3 separate regions of the Mus musculus genome follow, and all the other regions are linked to region 1. The links are chromatin contacts, called in public Hi-C and promoter capture Hi-C maps. All regions are on one chromosome and are shown on one strand. The core of a region is the stretch at or near the end of the contact, and the rest is flanking DNA. Distances in the headings are between cores, read along the strand shown.

The links. Promoter capture Hi-C pulls out the DNA fragments that hold promoters and counts their contacts. Hi-C and Micro-C count contacts between places; a contact is called where the count stands out from the background.
Region 2: a contact with region 1 is called in a promoter capture Hi-C map of pre-B cells, with 2.9 times the contacts expected there. The contact joins the promoter of Tor2a here to the promoter of Ralgps1 in region 1. A contact is called at or near these places in 3 of 39 promoter capture datasets (the 3T3-L1 cell line, the HPC-7 cell line and pre-B cells).
Region 3: a Hi-C map of regulatory T cells shows a contact between it and region 1, with 7 times the contacts expected there. The contact joins the promoter of Ttc16 here to the promoter of Ralgps1 in region 1. A contact is called at or near these places in 8 of 39 promoter capture datasets (the 3T3-L1 cell line, the HPC-7 cell line, embryonic stem cells and 5 more) and 1 of 484 Hi-C or Micro-C datasets (regulatory T cells).

The regions. Positions count from the first base shown.
Region 1 is chr2:33,368,914-33,373,393 of GRCm38.p6, reverse strand. Ralgps1 (Ral GEF with PH domain and SH3 binding motif 1) reads left to right here and starts at 1,900. Exons shown (of 20, transcript NM_175211.5): 1 at 1,900-2,124.
Region 2 is chr2:32,755,408-32,759,887 of GRCm38.p6, reverse strand. It overlaps Tor2a (torsin family 2, member A), which reads right to left and starts at 2,654. Exons shown (of 5, transcript NM_152800.3): 1 at 2,438-2,654; 2 at 952-1,217; 3 at 186-361. The coding sequence starts at 2,588. It also overlaps a transcript of Ttc16 not described here.
Region 3 is chr2:32,773,496-32,777,975 of GRCm38.p6, reverse strand. It overlaps Ttc16 (tetratricopeptide repeat domain 16), which reads left to right and starts at 2,343. Exons shown (of 15, transcript NM_177384.3): 1 at 2,343-2,645; 2 at 2,881-2,928; 3 at 3,419-3,585; 4 at 3,904-3,994; 5 at 4,168-4,311. The coding sequence starts at 2,628. Ptrh1 (peptidyl-tRNA hydrolase 1 homolog) reads right to left here and starts at 2,155. Exons shown (of 5, transcript NM_178595.3): 1 at 2,081-2,155; 2 at 1,453-1,672; 3 at 1,170-1,269; 4 at 948-993; 5 at 383-854. The coding sequence starts at 2,146. The coding sequence ends at 672. It overlaps Cfap157 (cilia and flagella associated protein 157), which reads left to right. Exons shown (of 9, transcript NM_025619.1): 8 at 1-148; 9 at 407-563. The coding sequence ends at 478.

The sequences.
Region 1 (4,480 bases), core at 651-3,150:
CATCTTCCATAAAGAAACTGAGGCATGCAAAAAAGTAACTTGCATGTGTGCACACAGTTAGCTGCTGGCACAGCCAGACCGTGAACTCAGGCAGCAAGTCCTCTAAGCCTTATAGTAATTTATATTTAGAAAAACAACTATAGTACTTGTTTTTTTTTAAATTTATTTATTATTATATGCAAGTACACTGTAGCTGTCTTCAGACACACCAGAAGAGGGCAACAGATCCCATTACAGATGGTTGTGAACCACCATGTGGTTGCTGTGATTTGAACTCAGGATCTTTGGAAGAGCAGTCAGTGCATGTGCAGTGTATGTGCAGGTGATGCACACGCATGCAGAGGTGGCCAGAGGAGGATGTCAAGTGTCCTGCTTTATACTCTCCATCTTATCCCCATGAGATAGGGTCTCTCACTGAATCTGCTAGCCAGCAAGTCACAGCAAGTCTCCAGTTTCCATCCCCCAAATCCTAAGCATTAGGGTTACCTCTACAAGCACGTCCATTTTCTTTCTTTCTTTCTTTTTCTTTTTCTTTTTTTTTTTTTTTTTTTGGTTTTTCGAGACAGGGTTTCTCTGTGTAGCCCTGGCTATCCTGGAACTCACTTTGTAGACCAGGCTGGCCTCGAACTCAGAAATCCGCCTGCCTCTGTCTCCCAAGTGCTGGGATTAAAGGCGAGCGCCACCACCGCCTGGCTACGTCCATTTTCTTATGCGTGTCCTGAGCACTCCACTTTACGCTAGACCATCACTCCTAACTTTATAGCCATCTACCCAAGCTTCCTCAAGCTTGCGCTCAGCTCTCAGCCTCTCTGGATTCCAAATTTTCTAAAAGAATCCTCACACCATGCATCTCTTGTTTTATCTAAGGGAAACAGTTTAAGACTATCCTTCGGGCATCACTGTGTTCTTCATGCAAAATAGCAGACGTTTGCCTCAGAGATCCCCTATTCCCTCACCTCACTCTTAAAGTGGTTTAATTTCTGCTGATTCTCTTGTTTTCCTCTCCCTCTTCTTTTAAATAGTGCAGTATCTAAATCTTTCCATAAGCGACGCCATAGCAGCAAAAATTACGTTATCAAAATGATCTTGTCTACAAGTCCAAAGAGCATCCTACCCTCCTTTCTCTTGTAGGCGTAACAGAATTTTGCTGTGGTTCTGACTTTAGGGATTCACAGCCACCCACTGGCTTCCACGGTCTTTGTAACTTAGTATCTCTGCCTTTAAGCCAGATGATTTAAGCTCTACTCACTGCGTTTGCCTGGCCCAGCCATAAAAGGGTCTGGGTGCAGGGAGACAGCTTCCAGGCCCATTCTCCCTGCTTTGAACGCTATGGTCTTGGGCAAGACCCTCTTCAGGCCTAACTTTTACCTGTTGTGAAAACCATGGGTCAGTCTCAAGGACCTCGAAGTGTGTTATTGGATTGACTGTGATTGTCAATTTGACAGATTTAGAATCACATAAAGAAACCTAGGGATAGGTTTGTGAAGAATGGGACTAAGGTGATGATGTCTTGCTCACAAAGCCTTTTTTTTTTTTTTTTTTTTTTTTTTTTTTTTTGATGTTGTTGTTGAAAACGATAAACTCTAGGTAGGAATTTAAGAAGGACACTGGGTGAGGCCTGGAAGGATGTTTGTAGACTGAGTCTATTTCTAGGCAGGGGGTGGGCGTGGCGGGCGGCTGAGCCCGACGAGAACAGCAGAGCATCCTTGCAAGCCTGAGCGTCTGCAAGACCGAAGCGCAGGCCGCGGCTGGTGGGGTGGGGGGTGGGGGGGTGGGGGGAACGGGGACCGCTGCTGCAGCGGCTGCGCACTGGTGCAACCAGCCGGTTCATTTGCGTGTCTCCGCCCCTACGGCAAGCTGGTTGGAGAACCCTGGTATGGTGCCGCGCGCCGATTGGCTGAGCCGGCCGCCGCTCAGGCCCAGGAGTGGACGGTTCCTACTGCGGCTGGGCACCGGCTGGGCTCCCGCGTCGGCCTCGCGTTTCAAGCTTGCGCCTGGCTCAACCTCAATCCGGCCCCGGTCTCGGAACGAAGGCGCCGCTGCCGCTGGGCCTCTCGCAAGACCATGAAGAAGCGGTGGCAGCCACTGCGGCCCTCGTCAAGGTGACCAGCCCGGACTACAGCGGTGAGAGGAGCGGCTGGCGGGGCGGGGCCCTGGGCGCGAGCCGCTGCAGGTGCGGGGGGCGGAGGGGGGGGGAGAATGGGGGCGGGCGGGGCGGGATCCCCGGCCGGAGGGGGTGGGGCGGGGCCTCGGCTCGAGGGTGGGACCTCGGCTTGGGGTTGGAGGGGGGGGCGGGACCATGGCCAGCTCGGGTCCCAGGGACGCGAATGACAGCGTGTGGTTGTCGGGGAGATGGCGGAGCGGGGGGGGGGGGTGGTGGTGGTGGTGGTGGTGTTGGGGGGGAAAGGGCGCAGGTGCAGGAGGCGGGTCCCGCGGCCTGATGGATTGGGGGCGGAGCCTGGGCGCGAGGCGTGGGGTCTGGAGGGAGCTCAGGTCTCTGGGACCAGAAAGGGAACCTGTGTGTAGGTTAGCGGCGGGGAAAGGGCTCAGGTGCGAGGGGCGGGGCATGGGGTGGCAATGGGAGGGGCTGCAAGGAGAGTCTAGGGAAAAGCACAGGTGCAGTGGGCGGGGCTGGGGAAACCCTGTAGGGGCGGGGGCGGGGGGAGGCAGGGGGCGGGGCTGAGGATCATTGGCAGGTCCGGAAGCAGGGCTGCAGGTGAGGACTAGCCTGAGGGTGAGTGGGACCCTTTTTGGAGAAGGAAGAAGCTGCCCTCTCCGCCGCCGTCTTGGGGCTTTGGGTTTTCTGCAGGCTCTGGAGGCATCCATGGTTGTCTCTTGGAGGGGCAGGCCAGGGCAGCCTGTGTCTTTGCTGAGTCGTACAAGGATCGCAGCTGCCCTGGTTAATAGGCCGACTGCTTTCCTGAGCCAAACCGAGCCCTAAGTGGGCACACTGCCTTTGTTGTTGTTGTTGTTGTTTTTGTTTTACTCCCCTGTTGCTGTTGAAGGAGCTTGGCTGGATTTCGGGGTGGTTAGGTTTCATTGGTTGATCAGCTGTTGGAAAATGTGTGCTCTTCAAGAGTAGTCGTTGATGCTATGCTCGGAAGGGTTCTGGATCTCATGGTAGCAGATGCTCATGCAGATCTTCACAGTGCTGGTCTCAAAAAGATAGAAAAGGCAGCGTGGTGGGGGCGAAGAGGCGGAATGAGAACTTGGCTCTTTGGAGCTGGGACAGACACCTGGGAGTTATTTTTGCCTTTTTGTGTGTTTTGTTGTTGTCAAAGTGACCATCCCTGGTGCCTAATTGTGACCTTCCAGGGCCAGAGGGGAATTCCTTGTCAAGAGGTGAGTTAAGGTCTCTTTCTTGCCGGGCAGTGGTGGCGCACACCTTTAATCCCAGTACTTGGGAGGCAGAAGCAGGCAATTTCTGATTTCGAGGCTAGCCTGGTCTACAGAGTGAGTTCCAGGACAGCCAGGGCTACACAGAGAAACCCTGTCTCAAAAAAAAAAAAAAAACAAAACAAAACACACACACACACACACACACACAAAGAAAAAGAAAAAAGAAAAAAAGAAAAATAAAAGTCTCTTTCTCTTGAGAGTTTGAATCACATTTGTGTTGGGGAATTCCCTCCTCCAAACTAGAGGTGGTTTAGATTATGGTACTCCCTGTGCAGCCTTGGGCAGGAATGCAGCCTGGGGAGCCATGATGAATGGAAAGGGAAGCGTGTTTCCCTTGTTGGCTGACCTTTGGACCCCAGGTCCAGTGTGGATCTTAGCTGATGGGCTAGGCCTATAGTAGAGCCCATTGGAATACTCCCACTACCAACTTGATTCTGCCACGTTTCAGAAAGAAGACTTTAGGATGAAGAGCACGGCAGACCTTCATTAGGTATTTATGGAGACAGAAGGGAGAAATATGGTAGGGCCTCTGTGCTCCAGAAGTACCCTTTATCTGTGTGTGACCTTTGGGTGCCTTGTGTTTCCTCGAGAGTGCTTGGCTAATCTAACCTGACATGCTTTCACCCTGGGTTATATGGACTGAAGACAAGGTGCAGAAACTTCTTTGCTAGCTTGCATTTGCCTTCATTTTAGAAACGTGGGACTTTTGGGGGGACCAAATACCATGATGCTGGCTTCCCTTGCTACCATTGGCACTGGTGATTCAGAGCATCATGGGATGTTGCAGGGATAGGCTCCTGTTCCAGAAGCACTTGTGTGGCAGGTGCGAGGTCTAGAAGCAGCAGCGCGAGTTGTCCCATCCTGTCTTGGCAGAAGCTATGTGTCACCTAGGGACTTTCTCCTGTCCTTTGTGTTAAAACAAAGCTCCAAACCTGCATATCAGAAAATTAGATGGTTAGTTTTTTCCCTTCTTAAAAATATTTTTATTACATTTATGTGTATTTCTGTGCATGTAACAGTGTGCATGTGAGGGTCAGAGGATAACCTGTGGGAGTCTGTTCTCTGCTTCTACCGTATCGGG
Region 2 (4,480 bases), core at 1,405-3,904, 610 kb after region 1:
CCAGGACAGCCAGGGCTATACAGAGAAACCCTGTCTGGAAAAAAAAAAAAAAAAAAAGTGAGGAGTCAAGAGAGCATGCATGCGCTCCTGGGAGAGCACCCTGCTGGGAGCACAGGCCCACGCTGGACAGCTAGACCTCTAACAAGTGCCCCTCCACCCCCACTTGCTTGCAATAGAGGCCAGACCTGATAAAGATGAAGATGGCTTTGCGATAGTTGGTCCCATACACAACCCAAGAAGGGCCCAGGAAGGGCTGCAGGACTTCCATCAGGCCAGGAGGCAGCTTGTCCATCTCATCGAAGAGGAAAAGGGATCGGCCACAGGCAGTGAGGTTCCCCTGAACCCAGCTCTTGAGCTCCTTCTATGAGGGTAGAGACAGGAATTCCAAAGGAGTCCAAGACACTCCACTCCCCGCAACCCGGAACTTCTTCCCAAGCCAAGAAAAATTTCCGAAGAGACACAATCTATATCCAGATGGCACCAACCCCTTGAGACAGATGGTAAAAGGGTAGTTCAGAGAGGTGCAGAGACTTGTCCAAAGTCACACAGCCAGTCAACAGGAGAACAGGGGTACAAATATGTACTCAATTGTCTGTTCATGAGAGCTAAGTGACTTCTGACAGGGGAGGTCAGACCTGCCCCCCAGTGTTGACAGCTAAGACAGATCAGGAACAACAGATATCAGAGCTGACAGTCACCAGGGAATGCTTGCCAAAGCACCATATGGGGCTAAGAGCTTAAGAGAGGATGCTAACACAGACACAGGTACCCTGTGTAATATCTGCCCGGGGTAATCCCCAAGGCTCATGATGTCTCGGACTCACAGGCAACAAGACTGCCACCACCCCTGTTCCTAACAGGTTCTGAAGGCTGAGCCTCCAACTGGCTGTGTGTTTTGGAGCCCTCTCTGGATTAGGATGGAGAAAAGGGACCAGGACACATCTGGCCTACCTTGTACTGCTCAGTGCGGCTGGGATGTGGGAAATGGATGATAGGGGAGAAGTGATGGACGTGAGGGCTGCGAAGGCCATCCCGGAAGAGATGCTGTGCCAGCAGGGAGCTAACGTAGGACTTCCCGGTGCCTGTCCAGCCGTGCAGGGAAAGGACCAACGGCTTGCTGGGGGCTGGGTCCTGTACAAAGGCCTTCAGTGACTTCACCACCAGGGCCTTGGCCAAATGCTGGCCAGCCAGGTGTTGAGCCAGGTCACATTCCAGACCTAGGGCCACAGAAGGAACGCATATCAAAGCAGATGACAGGCTGTTGACTCATGTCTGTCAGCTCAGCCCCTGGGAGGCAGAGGCAGCAGTAATCCTCCCAATCAAAGGCCAGCCTGGGTTTATGGTGAATTCCAACACACCTTTAATCCAGGCAATTGGGAGGCACAGGCAGGGAGATCTCTTTTGAGTTCGAGGCCAGCCTGGTCTACATAGTAAATTCCAGGCCAGCCAAGCAGGGCTACACAGAGAAACCCTGTCTCAAAACAAACAAACAAACAAACAAACAAACAGCACTGGCTGCTCTTGCAGAGAACTTAAGTTCGATTCCTACCACTCACATGGTAGCTCTCAACTATCTGTAAGTCCATCCCAGAGGAGCCAACACCGTCTTCAAACTTCCATGGGCACATGGATGTAACCATACTTGCAGGCAAAGCATAAATATTAAAAAAAAAAGGGGGAGGCTGGAAAGATGGAAAGAGCACTGACTGCCAAAGGTCCTGAGTTCAATTCCCAGCAACCACATGTGGCTCACAACCATCTGTAATGGGATCTGATGCCCTCTTCTAGTGTGTGTCTGAAGGCAGTCGCAGTGTACTCATATAAATAAAAAAATAAATAAATCTTTAAAAAAACAAAAAACAAAAAGAGCCAGAATATGGTGGTGCAAACCCTTAATCTCTTAGCACTCTGGAGGCAGAGCTAAGTGGATCTCTGGGAGTTTGAGACCAGCCTGGTCCACATAGTGAGGTCCAGAACAGTCAAATCAGTGTAGAAAGATTCTGTCGGGAAAACAAACAAACAAACAAACAAAAAGCATCAGAGGGTCGAAGGCATGTGTCTAAGACCTCTGGGATACTTGTGTCCAAACGAGGGACAGGATCAGTCACCTCGGCAAGGGCCAGTGCGGCACCGCCCCCTCGAGGCGGTTCTCCGGGTTGCACCAGCCCCGAGTAGACGACAGCTGTCTACAGGTTCAGGCGACGGCAGGTTTCTCCCCCGGTGTGACAAGTCCGCACAAGGGAGGCCTACCACAAGCCACTGGGCGCCCCTCTGTCAAAGGCTTCCCTCCACCGGGCCCCCTCCAAACCCTCTCCTCAGGTTTGCACCAGAGGCTCTCGGATCCCCACCTCCGCCGGCGGCCGGCGGGGCGGCAGATGTTTCGAGCCCCTGCGAACTGCCGGCTGCCCGCCCGTCCGCACCGGCTCCCACCCCTCACCCGGCAAGTCGGGCCAGAAGTCGCATTCGCAGAACGAGCCGAAGGTGCAGCGCAGAGAAGCCACGTCCCAGGCGGCGGCGGCAGCCAAGGCCAGCCCGAGCAGCCCGAGGATCGAGCCCCAGGGCCGGTAGCCGTGCCTCGCCACCGCCATCCGGTTGAGGCCCGATTTCGGTCAGAGGCCGCCCACCGCCAGAACCTGTGAACTACAGCTCCCGGTGTGCACCGCTCCGAGGCAGCCACGCCCATTGCCTACAACTCCCGGCTCCCCTTCCTTGGGGCTCTAAAACCCACAGGTTGTCTCGCAGCAGTACTGCAAATAGGCCTCCTGGGGGAGCCCGCGAACCACCCAGTCCCGCGTTGCCATGGTCACGGGTAACTAGCGGCCCGAAACCTTACCTCAGAAAGAATAAAAGATTAAGAGAGTGAAACAACATAATAACAAAAACTTGAGCCGGACTTTACACTTTCCTGAGAGCCTTTTCCAAGCTCTTTTTAAAAATGTGACGGAAGAGTGCTCACAACCGCCTTTTGAGAATGTCTCTGCCAGTGTCAGGCAGGCGCCTTACATGGGATGCAACAGTACCTACTCTATACCCAGGGATGGTCAGCTCAATGAGATGTGGTCACATAAAGTGTTTTTGGCTCAGAAAATAGAACCTTCAAGATGGTTTTGTGAGCTGGGCGTGGTGGTGCATGCCTTTAATCCCAGCACTTGGGAGGCAGAGGCAGGCAGATTTCTGAGTTCGAGGCCAGCCTGGTCTACAGAGTGAGTTCCAGGACAGCCAGGGCTACACAGAGAAACCCTGTCTCAAACCCCCCCCCCCAAAAAAAAGCTGGTTTTGTAGGCAAAGACACTTGCCAACCGGCCTAAAGACCGGAGTACAATCCCCAGAGCCTACCTGGTGGAAATCAAGAACCAATCCTGCAAATTGTCCTTGAACCTCTCTACACGTGCGTGAGTTCACACACACACTCACAAAATGGATAAATAAGTAAATCAAAAGGCAGTGATGCAGCTTCACAAGTCTAAGGAACTCCAAAAGTGTGCTTTTTACTTTTCTTCCTTTGTCTCTGTCTTTTCGGGACAGGGTTTCCCTGTGTAGCCCCAGCTGTCCTTGGACTAGCTCTGAGGCAGGCTGGCTTCAAACTCAGAGATCTGCCTGCCTCTGAGTGCTGGGATTAAAGGTGTGTACCACCACTGCCCGGCCCCTTCTTTTTTCTAAGCACACCTCTCTAACACTTTGGGTGTCACTCCCTAAAGCCCTCTCTGACTATCGCGAGGCTAGCCTCTTTGTCAACTAATCCAAATGACATGGCTTTTTTTCTTTCTCCATCCTCCTCCTCCAGGCAGCATCTGAGATTTAAAGCTTGCCTGCCCCAGGGTTTTTCTTTTAAACCCTAATAAAAGTTTCTCAGAGCTTAAAAAAATTTGCATATATATGTAAATGAGTATTGCTCTTTCTTACCAGCTACTACTACACGCTAAAGACTAATATAAATCCAAGGAGAGGGGGTCCCTTATTGTCTTGGTTCTATTGAATTTGGAACCCAAGACATTAAGCTTCTTATCCAAGTTTCCTAGTCACTGAGCCATTGAACTCAACCCACCTCCAGGTGTGGTCGAAGATCTAATATCAAGAGCTCAGAGCAAAGAACCCCTGTGTCTCTAATTCAGTAAGCAGATTCCTGAGGCCCAGGCCTAGCCTGTGATCACCACCAGCAAACTTGCTTGTTCTGCTATTATAGCTCAGAAAAAGTCACCTCACCCACCAGGTGTAAGGGGAATTGGGATTCTAGGTTTCATATTTAAAGATTTTTTTTGAAGGGGGGGGCGCTCACTAAACAGCTTGGACTGGCCTCAAAGATTTGCCTGCCTCTGAGTCCAAAGTGATGGAATTAAAGTGATGAGTCACTAGATCCAGTTTAAAGATTTTTTTTAATTTAAATTTTATTTTATTTGTATGGCTATTTTGCTCACACACCGCATGTGTGCCCGGTACCCAAGGAGGTCAGAAGAGGGCTTAAGACCCCTTAGCACTGGAG
Region 3 (4,480 bases), core at 1,094-3,593, 600 kb after region 1:
GCTGCAGCAGCTCTCGACCATCACAACCTATAAGCCAGGGGATCTTGGGCTGGTGCCTCGACGTCCGGTCCGCATCCCACTCAAACCCCAGGATCTCAGGCCCCTCTCCTATATCACCCGAATGGGGATCTGCCAGAACACGAATGAGGTAGGGGTGCCAGGAACCCTAGGCACAGCAAGCTGACAGCTGTCCCTGGTTCTGCCAGGCTATAGTTGGGTAGCCTCAGGGATATGGTGGAATCTCTTTGCTCCTCCCCACCTAGAAAATGACCCAATGGAAAAAGGCTAAAGCATTATACCCATGATCCCTTAGGAATAGGGTTTGCCAGACCCTCTTGTCCCTACCCACTGGTGCCTAACCCCACAGGAAGCTTCCAATTTCAAGTTCGTATCTTTAATCTTGCAGATCTACCCATCTGGAGCTCTCAAAAGGTTCAGAAAGTTTACCCTTCCTAGACCTTTCCTACACCGCAAATAGCGAACGGGGAGACCAAGCTGCTGCAGAAACAGACTGATGTGGCCACAGTCCCTCCTTGAATCTGCAAGTAGCCTGGGGAAACCCAGGGAAGTTATATAAACATTGGGTACCACTGTGTCATTGCAGTTCTGTGGCCCTGTCTTGGCTTCATGGCACCGGCAGGCAGTCAAACAGGTAGATATATCCACTGGTATTAGAGGCCTGACAATGGTCCCTGGCTTCGAGCACGGATGTGGTCCAGGAGCAGGTCAGTGGCCTGATCCATCAATGGGGACAGTAGCTCCTGCTCCTCCGGGGAGAAACAGCCCAGGACATGGTTCTCCACCATATTAGGGTGTGTGGGGCGCCCGATGCCCACCAGCAGCCTTGGCATTGCCTGTAGGGTCCCAGGGGAATGAGGATGCATTGGTGAGATACAATGTCAATGCTAGCCACCCCCACCCAGGGCAGGGCAGAAGGGTAGACTCACATTGGAGTTCAGACAGCTAATGCAGGAACGGACTCCATTATGGCCCCTTGAGGGGATATGAAGAGCAGTTAGTACTTTCTGAGGCAGTGCCCTTCCTCCATTCCCTTGCCCAGGCCTTCTTCAGAGCAGCCCAGCCTATCGAGATAGATAGTCTCAACAATCTTACTCCACTCCAACAGAGGCCAGCATCCCTACCCAAACCTACGCACATAAGAGCCTCACCTTGCGCTGCCCCCCAGCTTCAGAGCCAGCTTTCCCAACGGCTTGTCCAGTTCATCATGGACCAGATAGATCTCCTCCGCAGTCAGCCCAAACAGCTCCGCTTGGCACAGGGAAACAACACTCTAGTTACTGCATATCTGCTCAGAGGGGTCACAACAACCCCCATATGTAAACAGGCTTCCCCAAGCCTTCACTGTAGTAATTGGGGCTCACCAGGCACTTGTCACAATTGAACCCTCTCTCTGGTCCCTGTGCCCTCTTATCCATGAAACCTACAACTCACCAGCTCGGGCTACGCTGCGCCCGTTGACGTTCATGAGGCGCCGCGGCCGGAGCAGTACCAGCTGAGCATCCCCGAGCGGGGCCAGGGCGAGGTCAGCAGCACAGCGCGAGTCACGAGTCCAATTCTCCGCCACTCCCAGTCGCCTTGCTATTTGCCCCAGCACCGCCATGCCCACACTGTGCCGGGTGCCGGGCATTCCGTGGTTCCCCAGGCCAGCCACCTGTAGGCAACACTCACTCAGGACCCAAAACATTGACCAGGAAACAGAAGCGACAGTATTGGGAAGGAGCACTTAAGGGTCTGGGAACTCCTGGAGGCCCCACCAGCCAGAGGATGCCGCTCCCTGGTGCAAGAGCAAAACTAAAAGTTTGGAGCCAGTTAGTATTGCGCCTATTTGACTAAGTAGAAAAAGGGACAACTATCCCGAAAAGATGGTTCCGAAGGTAAGGTTGCTGCTAACCCTGACAACCTGGGTTCGATCCCCAGAACCCACATGGTGGAAAGAACCCTCTCCTAAGTTGCCCTCTGACAGCCACAGGGCACATGCATACAACGCATACACTTAAATGTAAGCGTAGCTGCGGAGCCAAGCCCCGCGTCCCTGTGTAGCCACCCACGCCCCACTCACCAGCCACCGCTTCCCGGGGAACCGAGCCTCGGAAACCTGCCGGCTCAAGGCCCAACTCCGCCGCATCCCTGGACTAAAAAGACCGGACTTCAACGTGCCGACTCCCATTCACAGCCAGGACCCCGCCCCTTGACGTCAGGCATCCCTAAGCCAATAGCATCACGACATGTCCAGCGACGCCCAATCCAGGCTGGGTTTGGCGTCCGCCATGTCTCTGCGGGGCGGAAGTGGGTGGATCGCGGGCCCGGGCGAGTGTCTGGGTGCATTCCTCCGCGACGCGTCACCCTGTATGGCTCAGCCTTTGCTCGGCCTTTGCTCGAGGGCTGGTACCTCGTTAAGTTTCTACCCTGGCCCGCGTCGGCGTGCACTGCCCATAGGTTCTTTCCTTGACTTAGGCCTTGGCTTGCCTTGCTGAGTTTCTAGTGACTCTCGGAGGCGGGGCCAAGTGGGCGGGGCCTATGGACATCGTGGACCTGGTGCCTAGCAACAACGGAGCTAGGGAACCTCAGAGTATGCTTAGCCCAGAAGTTAGCCTAGAAACCTGGCCATGACAGACAGAAGCAAGGTGAGGGCTGAGAAGGGGAAAGCTGAGGCAGAGGTCGGGGCCGCAAGAAGGGCTTGAGGAAGAGCCAGTCAAGCCCTTCAGGGGAACTGGGAGAGGTCAGAGGTCATCATTTGTAGTGTGGTAGGGGAGAAGGGTGACTGGCCTCCCAGTCCTAAGGGAGAGAGAGGGCAGAGAGATTTTTTGGGGGGGTTGTTGTTGTTTTAACGTTTTGGGGTTTTGTTTGTTTGTTTTATAGACTCAGAGAACTCCATCTGCCTCTAGCTCTAGAACGGGGTTATTAAAGGTATGCACTACCGTGCCCAGCCCAAGTGGAGAGATTTTGAGGAGTGAAACACAGAACTTGAGGACTGATGAGACATAGGTTCCCCGATTCTGGTGACTATGGGAAGGGTGATCACACAGAGGTGAGAAGCCCTGGGAAGAAGTCAGGTGAAGTGCTTGCTCAATGTGACCTGACGAGTGTGAGAATCCCAGGGCGGGAGTCACAAGGAACCTTGTGCAGCAGGGTCTGAAAACGATGAGCAGCTAGAGCACAAGGTGAGAGCAGACAAAGCCCAAGAGGAGAGCAGAGGGTGCAGTGGTTCCTTGACCTTGACCACAGGACAGGGAGAGAGGCAGGGCTAGAGAAATGTTGGAGCCCTGGGGGACTGTTGAACCCCAGACTAGGTGTGCCTTCTACCAGGAGGCCTCTTCACACCTCTTCCAGTAGGCAAAGCTCCTGGGGGAAGTGTTCCTGAGGCCTTCTGAGCTTACTGCCCCTGGCTTGGTTCCAGGAGCCTCACAGTGCCCGTTCCCAGAAAACTCCAAAGCTAAAGGTTCCTGAAGCCCCAGAGAAGATCCTGCGACGCATCTTTGGGACCAGTCATGTGTTCTATGTTATGACAGATCCTACAAAACGAAGGATGATAGGATCAACAGTGCCTGCCAAAGTCAGAGAGTAGTGAGTGACTTCTTTGTCTCCAACTCCAGGTTCCTACTCTACAAAACCATTATTAATACTGGGTTCAGCTGCAAGCTGGCTGCTATCCCTCTCTGGGTCTCAGTGAACAGCGAGGGTAGAGGGATAAGGGGCTGATGCCCTGGAAGAGCTCCAGGAAGGTCAGCCTGGCCTCTGTGGAGCTCTGATGGCTTTTGCAGCCTCTTTACCTCAGCCCTCCCTCCTGCATACCCCATTCTAGCCCTGAGAAGGTCCTGGGCTGGTCCCAGATCAATACCAGATCCACTGCCTGTCCTGTCCTGTCCTGTCCTGTCCTCACAGCTATAACCAAGGCCATCAGTGCCTCCTACAAGAGGACTGGGAGATGTCTGTGCTGTTCTTCTCCCGTGCCCTCCACCTGGACCCCAAACTGGTAAGAGGAGAGTCAGAGTGGTCCCCAGGGAGCAACTGGCTGGGCATAAGTCCCCCACCCCCTGTCACTGTCAAACCTGCTTAGCCCTTCCTCCCAGGACCATCAGATTCTGGAACCACCTGGAAGGGAAGAAGTTGGAGAGGAAATAACAGCCAGGGTCTCTTTGCCTTTAGGTAGACTTCTATGTATTCCGTGCTGAGGCCTTCATCCAACTCTGTGACTTCTCCTCTGCCCTCCAGAACCTCCGCAGGGCCTACTCCTATGACCCAGGGAATAACAAGTACCTGAACCGGCTGGCCTTTGTGCTCTACCTACAGGTGCCTCAGCTGCCCCACCCGCAGGGGACTTCTCACCTTATCCCCAGCTACTGGCTTGCCCTTCACCTACAGGGAGCCTTCCTGGGATAGGATCTGAGTTCTTGGGGACTCCCGGTCTGTGCACCTGTTTACACCAGCTGCCCCCATCGCTGATTTATTAATTTAGCTG